2 separate regions of the Mus musculus genome follow, and region 1 is linked to region 2. The links are chromatin contacts, called in public HiChIP or PLAC-seq maps. All regions are on one chromosome and are shown on one strand. The core of a region is the stretch at or near the end of the contact, and the rest is flanking DNA. Distances in the headings are between cores, read along the strand shown. Region 1 holds the start of Btla (B and T lymphocyte associated). Region 2 holds the start of Usf3 (upstream transcription factor family member 3).

The links. HiChIP or PLAC-seq counts read pairs in DNA pulled down with a chosen protein or histone mark.
Region 1: a contact with region 2 is called in an H3K27ac HiChIP or PLAC-seq map of thymic regulatory T cells, with 5 times the contacts expected there. The contact joins the promoter of Btla here to the promoter of Usf3 in region 2. A contact is called at or near these places in 1 of 39 promoter capture datasets (liver), 1 of 484 Hi-C or Micro-C datasets (B cells) and 1 of 115 datasets of contacts at active chromatin or transcription factors (thymic regulatory T cells).

The regions. Positions count from the first base shown.
Region 1 is chr16:45,222,483-45,229,035 of GRCm38.p6, reverse strand. It overlaps Btla (B and T lymphocyte associated), which reads right to left and starts at 4,699. Exons shown (of 6, transcript NM_001037719.2): 1 at 4,575-4,699. The coding sequence starts at 4,683.
Region 2 is chr16:44,171,378-44,178,406 of GRCm38.p6, reverse strand. It overlaps Usf3 (upstream transcription factor family member 3), which reads right to left and starts at 5,010. Exons shown (of 8, transcript NM_001029889.2): 1 at 4,897-5,010.

The sequences.
Region 1 (6,553 bases), core at 3,450-5,949, 1.1 Mb before region 2:
ATAGTTAACCAAAAAAAATTAAAAAATGCTTGTGACATGGTATACTATCATGTTTATCTTAGTGATTGTACAGTTGAGTAGGGTTACACAGCATTGCAAAAGACTGTCCATAGCACATATTGTTAGCCTGGAAGATATCAAAATTTTGAAGTGTATCTTCTACTGAATTCCTATCACTTTTGCACCATTGTAAAATTTGACAATTTACAAGTTGACTGATCCTAATTAAGAAATCATACATATATTACTTCAATATATTACACAATGATTTTATAAGGTAGTTACTAGCACTGTCTTTTTATATAAGTTGAGTACACTGAATTTTAGAACAAATAAGCCACCAACCATAGGTCACCATGTAGTGGGAGAAAGATTTGGAACTAGAATCTGAACCCAGGTCCACTGCTTACTCCAAGACGCAGGCTGTGACCCAAAGGCTTATTGTGAATGAGAATATGTAGAAAAAGTTCTTATCACTACACTCAGATTATACTTAGAAACAATAAATCCAGGTATTGCTATTTTCATAATAATATAGATTTATAAAACTGACACATAAGTAATTGTCAAAAGCTATAAAGCCAGTGAGTGTCAGGGACAAAATAGAAATCCAAACATCTTCCCCAAGTACCTCTGTTCTAAAAAATTAATCTTAATTACTTTCATGGAATTAACAGTGGTGTGTAATAAATGGGATCTGTGACAGGCAAACAATTAATAGAGATGGCAAAGGGACATGCTGTAATTCCGTTATATAAATAAAAATGTTATAGAATTACACTGACCAACAAGGCTTGATTGACATAGCCAAAACTACAAACAGCTTTGTCTTTGGCTGTTTTAAAGTTGGCTCTTGATACTTCATTATGCGTCTACAAGGTGGCAGGTGTCTCCTTATGTTTCTACCCCTATTGTTCATTGCCTTTGCCCCCCAGGTCAAAGGCTTCACATTCATCCCATCGCATGGAATTCCTCGTCCATTGTATGCGTCAAGGGGTGAGGTTCTGGCTGTTAGTTTGGTAGTTAATATATAAATATCTCCAGTGAATAACAGAAGGGTTTGAACAGTTTAGTGAATCCAAGGAATAATGATTCATACTGATAAGCTATAGAATACTTCTGGTCAGGGGAGCACTGGCTACCTGTTACAAGTGGGTTTTGACTTCCATAGATGGCAGGACCTCTCTACCTCGATCACAAAGCTTTCAGGAAGGGAAGCCAGCCTTAACAGCTGTTGGCAGTAGAACTGGTGAGCTGCTCTCACATTCTATCAGAAACCAGCATGAGTTTTCCTAAGTGTCAAGAGGTGTTTCCTTGTGATGTTCAGTAAGAGTATGTTAAGTCAGAAGGGTGCAGGGCATAGGAGGAACAACAATATGAACTAACCAGTACCCCCAGAGCTCCCTGGGACTAAACCACCAACCAAAGAGTACACATGGTGGGACTTTTGGCTCTAGCTGCATATGTAGCAGAGGATGGCCTAGACGGTCATCAATGGGAGGAGAGGCCCTTGGTCCTGTGTAGGCTCTATGCTTCAGTGTAGGGGAATGCCAGGGCTAAGAAGCAGCATCAGGAGTGGGTGGGTTGATGAGCAGGGGGAGGAGGGAGGGGATAGGGTATTTTCAGAGGGGAAACTAGAAAAGGGGATAACATTTGAAATGTAAATAAAGAAAATATCTAATAAGGGAAAAAAAAGAAAGAAAAAAGAAAAAGAGAAAGAAAGGTGCAGGGAAGTCCACTTTCACTTCCCTTCAACTGATTTTCTCACATCCCCAATACAGTCTGCTACAGAGATGGCAGACTTGACACTGGATCTCAAGCCCCAGATATAGTTGACTCTGTCTCTGTGGTTAAAAATCCACCCATTGTTCCCCAGTGTCCACTTTCCTTTTCTAGTATCACAAATGAAAATGAAGTGAGCCACTCCCATCCAGCTCAGAGCTGAACACCTCGGTTTCTCCTACTGATGACTTGGGAACTGTGGACTATTTGTGATGGATGTGAACTCCAGGTTGTTCATTAGATGAACATGGCAATTAGGGAAAAGGCAAAAAATGTTAACGAGACCTACCAGCTCAACTTGATTTTCATCTTTCAGGCGTCCTGAGGAGCAGTGATTTCTACTCTACTTCAATCAGGAGAGAAATGATGGTCTTGAAACTAGGGGAGTTTTTCTCTGTATTTCCCCACTCTTGAGAAACACAAAAACCCACCTCCTTAGAATTTCATATTACTATAACGGTGGGAAATATTGTTAAACCATCCTTAAATAAGTTGAAAATATAGTGTTGTAAAGAATTCCATAGTTACTGAAAGTCATAGGACTTCTTCAGACTATAAAGGCTATTTATGTCATTAGTATAATTTTAAGGAATGTATCCACTATCGGTTTTGTCCAGAAGAATAAATTTTTACAAAAGATTACTTTTTACATTCTTCTTTTGAAGGGAGGGGACAGCAGGGTGCTGAGAATAGTCTAAGCCCTCATTATGTTACGTAAGTGCTCTATCACTGAACCACCCTTCCAAAACTCACCAAATGCTCCTTTCTCGACCTATATTCTTTTAAAATATATTTTATTACATTTATTTAATGTGTATATGCACATGTGTGTGTGCATGTGCACTGGAGTGTGTGTGTGTGTGTTTGGGGGGATAACACATGAATAGGGATTAGAGAGAATATTAATAACTTTCAAGATTCCAGGTTAAGTTTTCTCCCTCTACCATGTGGGTCCTAGGGATTGAACACAATTTATCAGATTTGGCAGCAAGCACCTCTACCCACTGAGCCATCCTATCAACACCCAGTCTATGTTAGTAATTTAATATGAGCAACATTGTAATCCACCATAAAAACTGCTGAATAAGGCACCTGGCCTGTGCTTATCTAAATCTTTCCATTTCATTTTCTCTATATATTGATTTATTATGTTTGGGGATAAAAATTTCAAACAAAATATTAATTATTTGAAGCAAGTATTAGTGAGACATTAATAACAAAGCATGAAGTCAGAGCTAGACATAAGTAAAATGTTCTAGTCAAAACACAGTGACTACAGCTAATTATTTTAAAATTAAGATCTGGTAAATTTAAAATGATAAGTATGTAAGGTCATAGGCAAGTTAGCTCAATTGATTTAAACATTCTACAATGTATGCCTGCATTATAATCTTACTTCATAACTAAATATCTATAGCATTTGGCGATTTTTAAAACTAGATCTACTTAAGGTTTTAATGTTAAACCTAAGTTCTCATTTAATTGGATTTTATCAAAGGTACTGAAGGAAAAAACTATTGGCAAAGGTCACCATTAACATTTATCAAGCTTTAATTGCATCTACTTACCATAGCTAGGCACTATAGGTATAAGAAAAGGCCAACTGCTAGGTATAATTATATATTTTTTAATGAAGAAAGGAAAACTAAGAAAGGAGAAGAAACTTAACTGAGTTCATAATGTAAGTAGCAGAGGGAATAAATACTCCCACCTGATAACCAAGTTTCTGTGCGTAATAAATACCAGATTATAACATACTGGGTAGAAGAATATAATGCGAATTACAACCCCAATTGTGCTATAAAATTAAAAATATTTCCTTTGTTTCACAGAGTCCAGTCTGCAAGAGGTCCCTTAGAATTAAATAGAATTAATATTTGACTCCTCTTGTCTTTCAGAGGTGGGTAATAATAAACAAGGGCTTGAATGACTAAGAAGAAGTTCTACTCTGCTCTTGGCTAGGTGGTCTTGTGACATCAGATCATTGAATCCTAAACCTCACAGTTCCAGATTTCAAGATGACATTCCACAGGACCTCAGTGGTTCTATTTTTCAATCCAACACGAATGTGCCCAGTTGCTACACGTGTGATGGTGGAAGATAAATAACCCAAGGATCCCAAGCATTACAGACCTTGTCTTCATAAACTATGGAGAATTGTTTCCTATTTTCAGTTGGCGACCATTCACAAATCATCCTGTCCAGACAAACTAAAGCGACACTCATGATTTACTCTTCAGCCTCACATCGAGAAGCCTGCTTAGTACTCTCATAGTACACCCCACAGTATTCTCATAGTATACCCCACAGAAAGAAGGAGGCAGTCTATTTAGATTGAACATTATTTGAGTGTAACCATGGCCACAGCTATAACCACAAGTATCCAAAAGCTTTCCCACCCCAGTAAGCACTACAACATCCTGCTGACATCTGATACCAAGACATGAACGTAACAAGTCTTTTCTGTTAGCATGGCAGCCACAGAGAGTTTTGTAATAGTGACAAATCTGTACTGACACATTTATAACATCTGCTCAAATCTCTTCACTTACCATCAGGACCTGGTTTTAGGAAACTTAGCTCCAGCTATGGATCAGTTTTTGCTCTGTAGCCAGGTGAGTAGCATGTCCTAACTTCACTCACATCCTGGAGCGTTTTCAAGAAGCAAAAGGGACTCATCACTCTGAGCTATATATGCCCTGGACATGAACATCCCTCTCCACAGAGCAAGCTCAACTATCACTGACAGGAACCCCGAGGAAGAAAACCAGCTTTCTTAGTAGGTCCCTTACCATTCCTCTTAGTAGCTTTCTCACAAAGGATGCTCCAGAGGCCCAGATGGAGGATGAAGAATTCCCTAAATAACCGAGGAGTCCCAAGCATGGCAGGCACTGTCTTCATTCCCAGCACGTGTCAGGTAAGGGCAAACTTCCTCTTCCTCCCTAGAGATCTTCAGAGCTGGGTCACGTTATTCACACTAGCAGCATCTTAGGCCAAAATAAATTAATTAATTTAAATCAAATCAGGAGACCTGGTGGGAGAGGACAGTGTGAGTAGTCCGAAGGATTTGTGAGAGCAAGAGGCCCTGCTGTGGTTTTGTTTCTGATCCGACCTGCTGTTCTCTTTCAAGCCCTCTGATGTGCAAAGCAGCTGGCTCCTTGCTTCCGCTCTGCCACCATTCTTGCATAACCTTGAGGTTTTTCTCAAAGTGAACAATTAAACTTAAAAAAAAAAAGATCTAAATTGTTACAGTCTTTAGGTTTAGATTCTGATCAAATCAGGGTCAGGAAATTCATACAAAAAGTACCTATGGTAAGCATATATTTCCCCTTTTTATAGTTTGTGATTATGATACTTCATCAGTGTAATGTATCTTACAACCCTCCCCCCATGCTCCCATAAAGGCACAGTAAGATGAGAATGTTCCTTGTCATGAAACCAATGAAGACTTATCTGACGTTATGGAGAAAATGACTGACAGGGTGCATTTCATCAACAGAAGAGGGAAGGGCCTCCTTCTTCAGTCTGTAGATGCCTATCAACGGAATACATGCTTGCCGTTAGTACTAGCTACACGATCTTCCTAAATATTAAAGTTCTAAGCAAAATGAGCACTTGAGTGCCAATTAGAGGAAACTTTCATTTTCCGCATGCTTTATGTGGTTGTTGTCGAGATGAAGCAGTAAAGTAAGAAATGGAAAAAGTTCAAAATTGGATAGCTCAGGGTTGCTGAGGGGCTGTGGGCACGCAGCCCACGTTCAATCACTAGCTTATAACAACAGGAATTTGGTAATTCCAAATGGAGAGGTGGCACCTGTGCAGTTTAACTCATTGAATGAAATTGAGAAATCTTTCCCTCAGAGGCTAATGGTACCCTTCCAAGGCCAAACTCCATTTAGGGTACCTATTGCATATTTGTCCAGATAAGCCACAGTGGCTGGAATACCAACATGAGTGAACGCCGCTCCAGAATTTAAGGAACTCAGCCAATCCATGCTGATGCTCACGCACCCCTGGTACGCCAGATGATACAGGTAGTCTGCAGAGCTCCTAGAATCTGCACTGTTGACCAAGGAAGCACCCTGCTTATGGTTCATTTTATACAACTCATCCCCCTTCCTTGCTCAGAATGGGGTGCAAAACTCCTGTTGGCAGTAGAAACAAGGCTCAATGTACCTCTAAAATAGCCTAAGAGGTTTCGAAGAAAAGCCTTGAATCACCACCCATCCTAAAGCTCGAGATATCATCCAAACCACAAATAAACTCTGTCAACTCCAGACCATCATAGTTCTCTAGTGGTTCTTGTTCTCTCTCCTCCTCCCCCTCCCCCTCCTCTTCCTCCTCCTCTTCTTCCTTCTTTCGGTGTGTGTGGGTGTATGTAAATGTTTATGTAGGTGTATGAACATGCTGTGTGCTTTCTGCTGGATATATGCAGGGGTCAGACATCTTTCTCAATGATTCTGCCCCTTACTTTTATTTTTTTTTTTTTAGGACAGAGTCTCTCACTGAACCAGGAGCTCATCCATTTCGCTAGAGTAACTGGCAATGAGCTCCAGGAGTCGCCTGTCATTCACCCCAATGTACGACCATAACTGGCCTTTTATGTGGCTGCAGCGGATCTGAACACAGGTCCTCAGGCTTGCACGGAAGGAGCTTTACTGACAGAGCCATCTACCCAGCCTCATGATTTTCTTTTCATACAAAGGAATTCATACGAAGTAGATAACATTTGGAGCAATCTTATAAAACTTCTCACGAATTTGAAATGATG
Region 2 (7,029 bases), core at 3,761-6,260:
GGAAGAAAAGATATCCGGGATTCCTCAACCAGCTACATAATAAGCAAAAGAAAATAAGGGGTCTTTCCTAGTTTTTCTTCCTCTTCCCCCCACCCTCCTCCCCCCCCTCCTCCTCTCATAGCTTATAGTCTGGCAGTCAGTGAATGGGGTAGGAGTCCCTTAGTTACCTGCTGTGGGTGCTCCCCAGTCTTCCCCAAATGTTCTTACGAGCTGAGTTCAGTATTTACTATTTCTACATTCTTCTTAGCACCTATGGCGTTGGGCAAATGCAAGTATTCAATAAATACTTGATGAGCTGAATTAAAAACACAGTATTAGCACATTAATAGGAGCAACTTATCAAGCCCTACTGATCTAATTAAAAGATCTGGCCTTCTGAAGTAGCACAATTGTACCCACATGGAAAATCTAATGAGAAAAAGAAAAATTATCCAATTGAACAGTTAACAGTTTTCCTATTAGTAAGGGTTTCACAAATATTTTATGAATAACAAGCTCAAAGAAAAATGCTTAAGGTGTATACACATGCATATATGGAAGAATACACATTTAAGGCATCTAAATCCATAAAGACAAAATGTAGTTTTGGCAAAGCCAATTAATATCAAATCAACTTTTGTTAAAGATATGTTTAATATCCTATGTATAATAAAGTATGGCAGTCACATTTAACACAGTTTTTTTTTTTTTTTTCAGTGTCTGTTAGTGACAAATTCAGTATTAGCGGACACAGTTCCTATGGTTGGAGTGTTCTAGCTCTGTAATACTTCAATAGTATCTAGAAATACAATGAAGATCATGCCCTTGAACATAGAGGCCCTGAAGGCTAGCAGTCAGATAAACACATACCTGTGGCTATGTGATAAGTACTAACATGTAAGTCTAGGGACTACAAAAAAAGAAAATAATCAACCTGCTGAAAAAAAAAAACAGGTAAATATATGAAAATACTTTGAAAGCAAGGCATGGTGGACAGCTAGAAGTCCAGCATTTGGAAGAAGACACAAGCGGATCTCAAGAACTTGAGACTAGCCTGGTCTACATATGGAGTTCCAAGATATACTGTCTTACACAACAACAGTAACACTTCACAAAGGAACTCAATACTAGTTATGGGATGAGGACACTCCTAAGCCATAGTAGGAATCAAACCCAAACCCATGGTTGGAATGAGCTCAAGAAAATTCTAAACCACAGGAACAAAACACTCTTTGCCACTGAATTGTAAAAGAAAAACAAAAACAAACAAACAAACAAAAAACCCTATGTGTTGAATTAACCCACACTATCAGTACAAAGGGAGTTTTTGGGTTTTTTTTTTTAGGTTTTTGGAGACAGGGTTTCTCTGTGTAGCCTGGCTGTCCTGGAACTCACTTTGTAGACCAGGCTGGCCTCAAACTCAGAAATCCGCCTGCCTCAGCCTTCCGAGTGCTGGGATTAAAGACGTGCGCCACCATGGCCGGCTCAAAGAGAGTTTTTTAAACAACATGTAGTTTGAAAGTTCAATGAGAGCTTATCACAAAAACACGCTGAGGTATAGGAGCCACTTTTCCTAGATTAGCTACCACCCCTCATAAGACACTTCTCTTTAAAGCAAATGGAGACCATCACAAAAGCAAAACAACAAACAAACAAACAAACCAAAAAAACCCCACCACAACAGGACACAATGCAGAGATCAACCGATTATGGGGAGCCCAGCCCCAGCAGGTGCATCTCCACCACAGTTCCTGCATCTGTGGTCTGGAAACATCATGGAAGAGGGGTAGGAAGGATCATAAGAACCAGAATATCAGCAGATGGCAGTGAAATGGTCTCTCTTAGAAATGGCTGCAAAACCCAGATCAGAACAATGGTGATCTCAATGGACATGCTAATGTGGAAGGAAGAAAATCTCATCATGTTCCCATCCCTATACAAAAAAAATTACAGCAACTAATGATCATTGGGAGAATTAGCCTCATCTAGGATAACCCCTCCCCCAACCCCAAACTGATTGTCCAATTCAAAGTTGTCAAACTTGACCTGTCTCCGGTGAGGCTTTGCCAGTGCCTGGCAAATACAGAAGTGGATGCTCACAGTCAGCTATTGGATGGAACACAGGGCCCCCAATGGAGGAGCTAGAGAAAGTACCCAAAGAGCTGAAGGGATCTGCAACCCTATAGGTGAAACAACAATATGAACTAACCAGTACCCCCAGAACTCGTGTCTCTAGCTACATATGTAGCAGAAGGTGCCCTAGTTGGCCATCATTGGGAAGAGAGGCCCCTTGGTCTAGCAAACTTTATATGCCTCAGTACAGGGGAACGCCAGGGCCAGGAAGTGGTAGTAAGTGGGTAGGGGAGCAGGGCAGGGGAGGGGGTATAGGAGACATTTGGGATAGCATTTGAAATGTAAATGAAGACAATATCTAATAAAAAAAATCAAACTTGAAACTATATAAGAACCACCAACAAAAATAGACTCATCTGGGTGGTGGTGGCACACACCTTTAATCCCAGCACTTGGAAGGCAGAGGCAGATGGATCTTTGAGATCAAGGCTAGCCTGGTCTACCCATGGAATTCCAGGGCAGCCAAAGATACACAGAGAAACTCTGTCTCGAAAAACAAAACAAAACAAAACAAAACAAAATTTGTTGTTGGCTTGGTAAGATGGCTCACCAAGTACTTGCTGCCAAGCCTGCCAAGTTGAGTCCAATCCCACACAGCAGAAAACTGTCTCTCAAGTTGTCCTCTGACCCCGCATCTATATACTGCAAATGCAGACCCACCCCCCCTCTCAATAATGTAATTTTTAAAATCTAAAACTATTCTTGGTGTGAGGTATGAGGGCACACATCTGTAATTCCAGCACTTGGGAGATAAAAGCCTGAGGATCGCTACAAATTCAAAGTCAGCCTAGGAGCAACGAGAGATCCTTTATCACACACACACACACACACACACACACTCACGGTATATGTGCACTTACATACCAAAGATTTCATATTTAAGGGATCTGTCACTACAATTACTTGATATAGAGGAGAAACACCCAAGTTAGCAACAGCAGGGATCTAAATTGCATTATCTGAGTGGGGTCCAAAGGTTCACATGGAAGGTTGTGGGGCAAAAGTTGAATACACAACTTAAGGCTTGCCAAGGAAAACCCTGGAATACAAGCAGAACAGCCTGGACATTGTACCAAGCTTAAGGTAATTTTCAGCCCTGGCTGCTGAGCAGAATAGCCTGGAGAGTTTTAAGAGGTATACCACAGCCTGCCTCCCTCCAGATCAAAGGTAAAGTCTGGGAAGGTGACTGTAACAAACAATCCAGTTAAGAAACCATTGGGCTTGACCACAGGAAGGAACAGCGTGAGATAACATTAAGACCTGGCTTTACTGCCAGGGGTTCCAAGCTTGCTATCTGTGGAAGCTTCTCTTCTAGCTGGAGTTAAACAGTGCGTGCATGTGCATGTGCAAGTGTGTGTGCGCGCGCACATGTGTGTGTTTCATACAAAACTAGCTCACTGTAAAATCTTTTTTAAAAAAACTTCTGTGATGTTCTATAGACGACTAGGGTAGAAAATAACTATTCTAGGTGGCCCTTACCACACTGAATGGAAATGCTTTTGTATCAAAAGAGTTCTACATTTCATCAATGCACAGACTACTACAATCACCAAACTACTAAAGCTAATCTATACAAAAGTCATAATGTTTAGACTACTGCCCAACCTTTTGACATTGTGACACAAACTTGTCTTTACAAGGTTCACTCTCTGGAACCATACAATGAAATTAAGAAAGGAAAAAAAGAAACCCTCAAGGGATTGGATATGTTTTCAATTTTGGGTTGGACCACTTTTATGTTCATTCTGGGTCACAAGTGGCTGTTGGCCTTTGGCATGCTTCTTGATACAGCTTTCATTCACAACTCTTGGCTTCTCAATGAATCTTCCTCAGTTTGCAACAAATACGTTGTGTATTTCCCAAGCAAATGGAAACATAGTATCCATACAGCAAGTCAAGTGTTCTGAGGGAAAGGAAAAGGTCACCGAGGAAACTGTCGGCCCTGCAAAGAGCAGATCTGACTGGCCATGGGGAAAAGCTACTGCAGGGTCCACTTACTCATCAAAGTTTCCTTTAAGACTCTGCCACTGTTACCCATAAAGTCGGCCAGACCTATCATGTTTGTTAATTCACTCAACTTAGTGGTAAAATGTTATCTGAACATTAGTTGGTTTTGGCAGTTAGTTTTTTGTGGTCTCTTATCTACAGATGAGGTCAATAAAAGCAAAAAAGACCCCACAGAGAGAAGAGAACTCTATCCCCAAAATGCCCAACCTCAGCCAAGCGTCCAGAAACCTCATGCTTGTTCAGGAAATTTGAAATCGGACAAGAATGCCATTCGCATGGACCAGTGCTATTCAGAAGCAAAAAGATGGGCTTCTAAAAAGAAAACGTCAGCCTAACTCTCCGACACAGAGGTGAAAGTTACAAAAGCAAGCAGCGAGTTTGACGAGTGGATCAGAAGGAAAGTCAGAAGACAAGTAAAGAGATGGAAGGGATGGCAAAAGGTGAAGGAGGCTAGCAAAGGCCACCCGGTGGGGACCTGGCTGCCCAGCTCTTTATGCACCCAGGACAGCATGGGGCCTCTGTCCGCCGGCGCGCACCGGGAGCAGGGCGAGCTCCCTCAGGCCTGGCACCCAGGGTGCGAGCATGCCGGAGTGAAGAGAGCGATCGCCCCGGGATAGGTGGGGAGTTCTGGGGACCCCAGGAACGAGGGGCACTCAGCCTAGCCCTCACCTCCCGCGGCTAGGAGGGGGTGGGTGGAGCTGAGCCCGGGGCCGCCCCCCGGAGCCGCCCCCGCAGCCGCGGTCCCGGCTGTCAGCGCCCCCTCCCGCGGCCACTCACCCGCCGGTGACGCGCTCCGGGCCACGGCGGCGGCGACCCCCGCCTGGGTCATGGTCCCAGGAGCGGAAGGCAGCGGTGTCTGGCCGTCTAGGCGAGCCTCTGGGTCCGCGGCCGCCCCCTGCTTCTGCGGGGCTGGGGGAGCGCGGGCCCGGGCCCTCCTCTCCCCCCGCCCCCGCCGCCTCTCCTCGCGGCCACCGCCGCCGCAGCGAGCCCGAGCCCTCGAGGCCGGAGACCCGGCGGCAGCACGGCCTCAACTTTCCCAGCCCCCCTCCCCCCGCCCCTCCCGCCCCTCCCGCGGCCGCCGCTCGGCACGCGCACAGCCTAGCCTGGATGCGCCTCGCTCCCGCCCCGACCAACCGGCCGGCCAATCCGGTGCTGGGGAGGCTGCCACCGTGGCCAGTCAGAAGCCGGGATTCCGCTGCGCTAGGCTGGAGGGCGGGAGGAGAAGGAGGGAAAAGCTAGGAGGGAACAGGCCTCGGGCGGCCCAATGACCAAGGCCGGGGGGCGGAGGTGTGCAAGTTGGGTTGAAAGAACAGGAAATATTCTTAAAGGTAGAGTGACAGGCAGAAAGGAAAGCCAGTAGGTGGATGAGAAAGAGGTGGGCCTGGTTCCTTAAAGGGGACGCTTTGAGAAGCTAGGAAAAAAAAAAAAAAAAAGAGGTTTTTAAGAAACTTCCTCGCACCCTGTTCTGTATTATGCTTATGGCAGCTTTCAATGCAAGCGTAGAAATGAAAAAAACTGAAGAGGAGGAGAGTGGCAAAAGATAGACAAGTACCTTTAGCCTGGAGGGTTAGAAGGTGGTAAATGAAGGTGGAAAATCCAGTCCTATGTGACTTCCCTCAGTGCACTATCTTTGGATATTGGAGACTGCAGGAATTCGTATACGGTGGACTCTTGACGTCCTTTATTTGCACGAAGCCCGTTTTCAGAAAGGTTCTGCAGTCCCCTGCTAAGGAAGTGAGTGCGTGGCTTTGGGGGATGGGATTGGAACCTTAAATTTAGGCTACTAGACACCCTTATTTAGGACCGGAGACCTCAGCGTCCTCTAAAGTGCCTTTGGAGCTCTTGAACTATCCAGCTATCTTTTTCTAGTTTTGTTTCATTTCACAAGCCCGCCTCCCCGAGACAGGTGTCTGATTCTCCACCTAGTGGTGGTGAAAGATTTATGAGCTTTTCACAACCAGATATAGCCAATTGGACTGGAACGCAGGGCATAATAGAAATACTACTTGAACCTATGTACAGTAGAAACAGACCTTGCATTGAGAAAAAGGTTAACAGTAACCCCGTTTTATGTTTCCTCCGCACTTTGAAAATCTGTGATAAAATAGGCCCTTACTGTTACTTCAAATTTGGTGCTAATAGGCAGTTTGATTTCTTTTTCACTTCCTTGTCCCATCTGGGCCAGGCCAGTGAGTTTTTTTGTTGTTGTTGCTGTTTTTCGAGACAGGGTTCTCTGTGTAGCCCTGGCTGTCCTGGAACTCACTTTGTAGACCAGGCTGGCCTTGAACTCAGAAATCCGCCTGCCTCTGCTTCCCAAGTGCTGGGATTAAAGGCTTGCACCACCACCCACCGCCCAGCTTGCTAGTGAGTTTTAATTAACTTTTGAATACGTTTGTCATTCCCTAGTCCCTAGCAGCAGAGACCTTAGGATCAGATCTGTAATAGTAATACTAATAATACATCCATGAATCTATAATGTTAATATATGTCCAGCTACACGAAATCATTTCGATGTCAGTATAAATATAAGGTTTTATGGGTAACACATATCAAATCCGGGCTACACGTAACTTCCTGAACTATAATAAATTAATTCTAATTTAAAATAAAAAAAAAATTTGGCCAGGCAGTGGTGGCACATGCCTGTAATCCCAGCACTTGGAGGCAGAGGCAGGCAGATTTCTGAGTTCTAGGCCAGCCTGGTCTACAGAGTGAGTTCCAGGACAGCCAGGACCGCACAGAGAAACCCTGTCTCAAAAAAAACAAAAAACAAAAAAACAAAACAAAAAAAACCCCTATATATATATATATTGGAATTTTGTTGTTTGAGACAGAATCTCAGTGTGTAGACTAGGCTGGCTTTGAACTCATAGAGATCCAGCTGCCTCTGCATCCTGAGTATGAGTGATG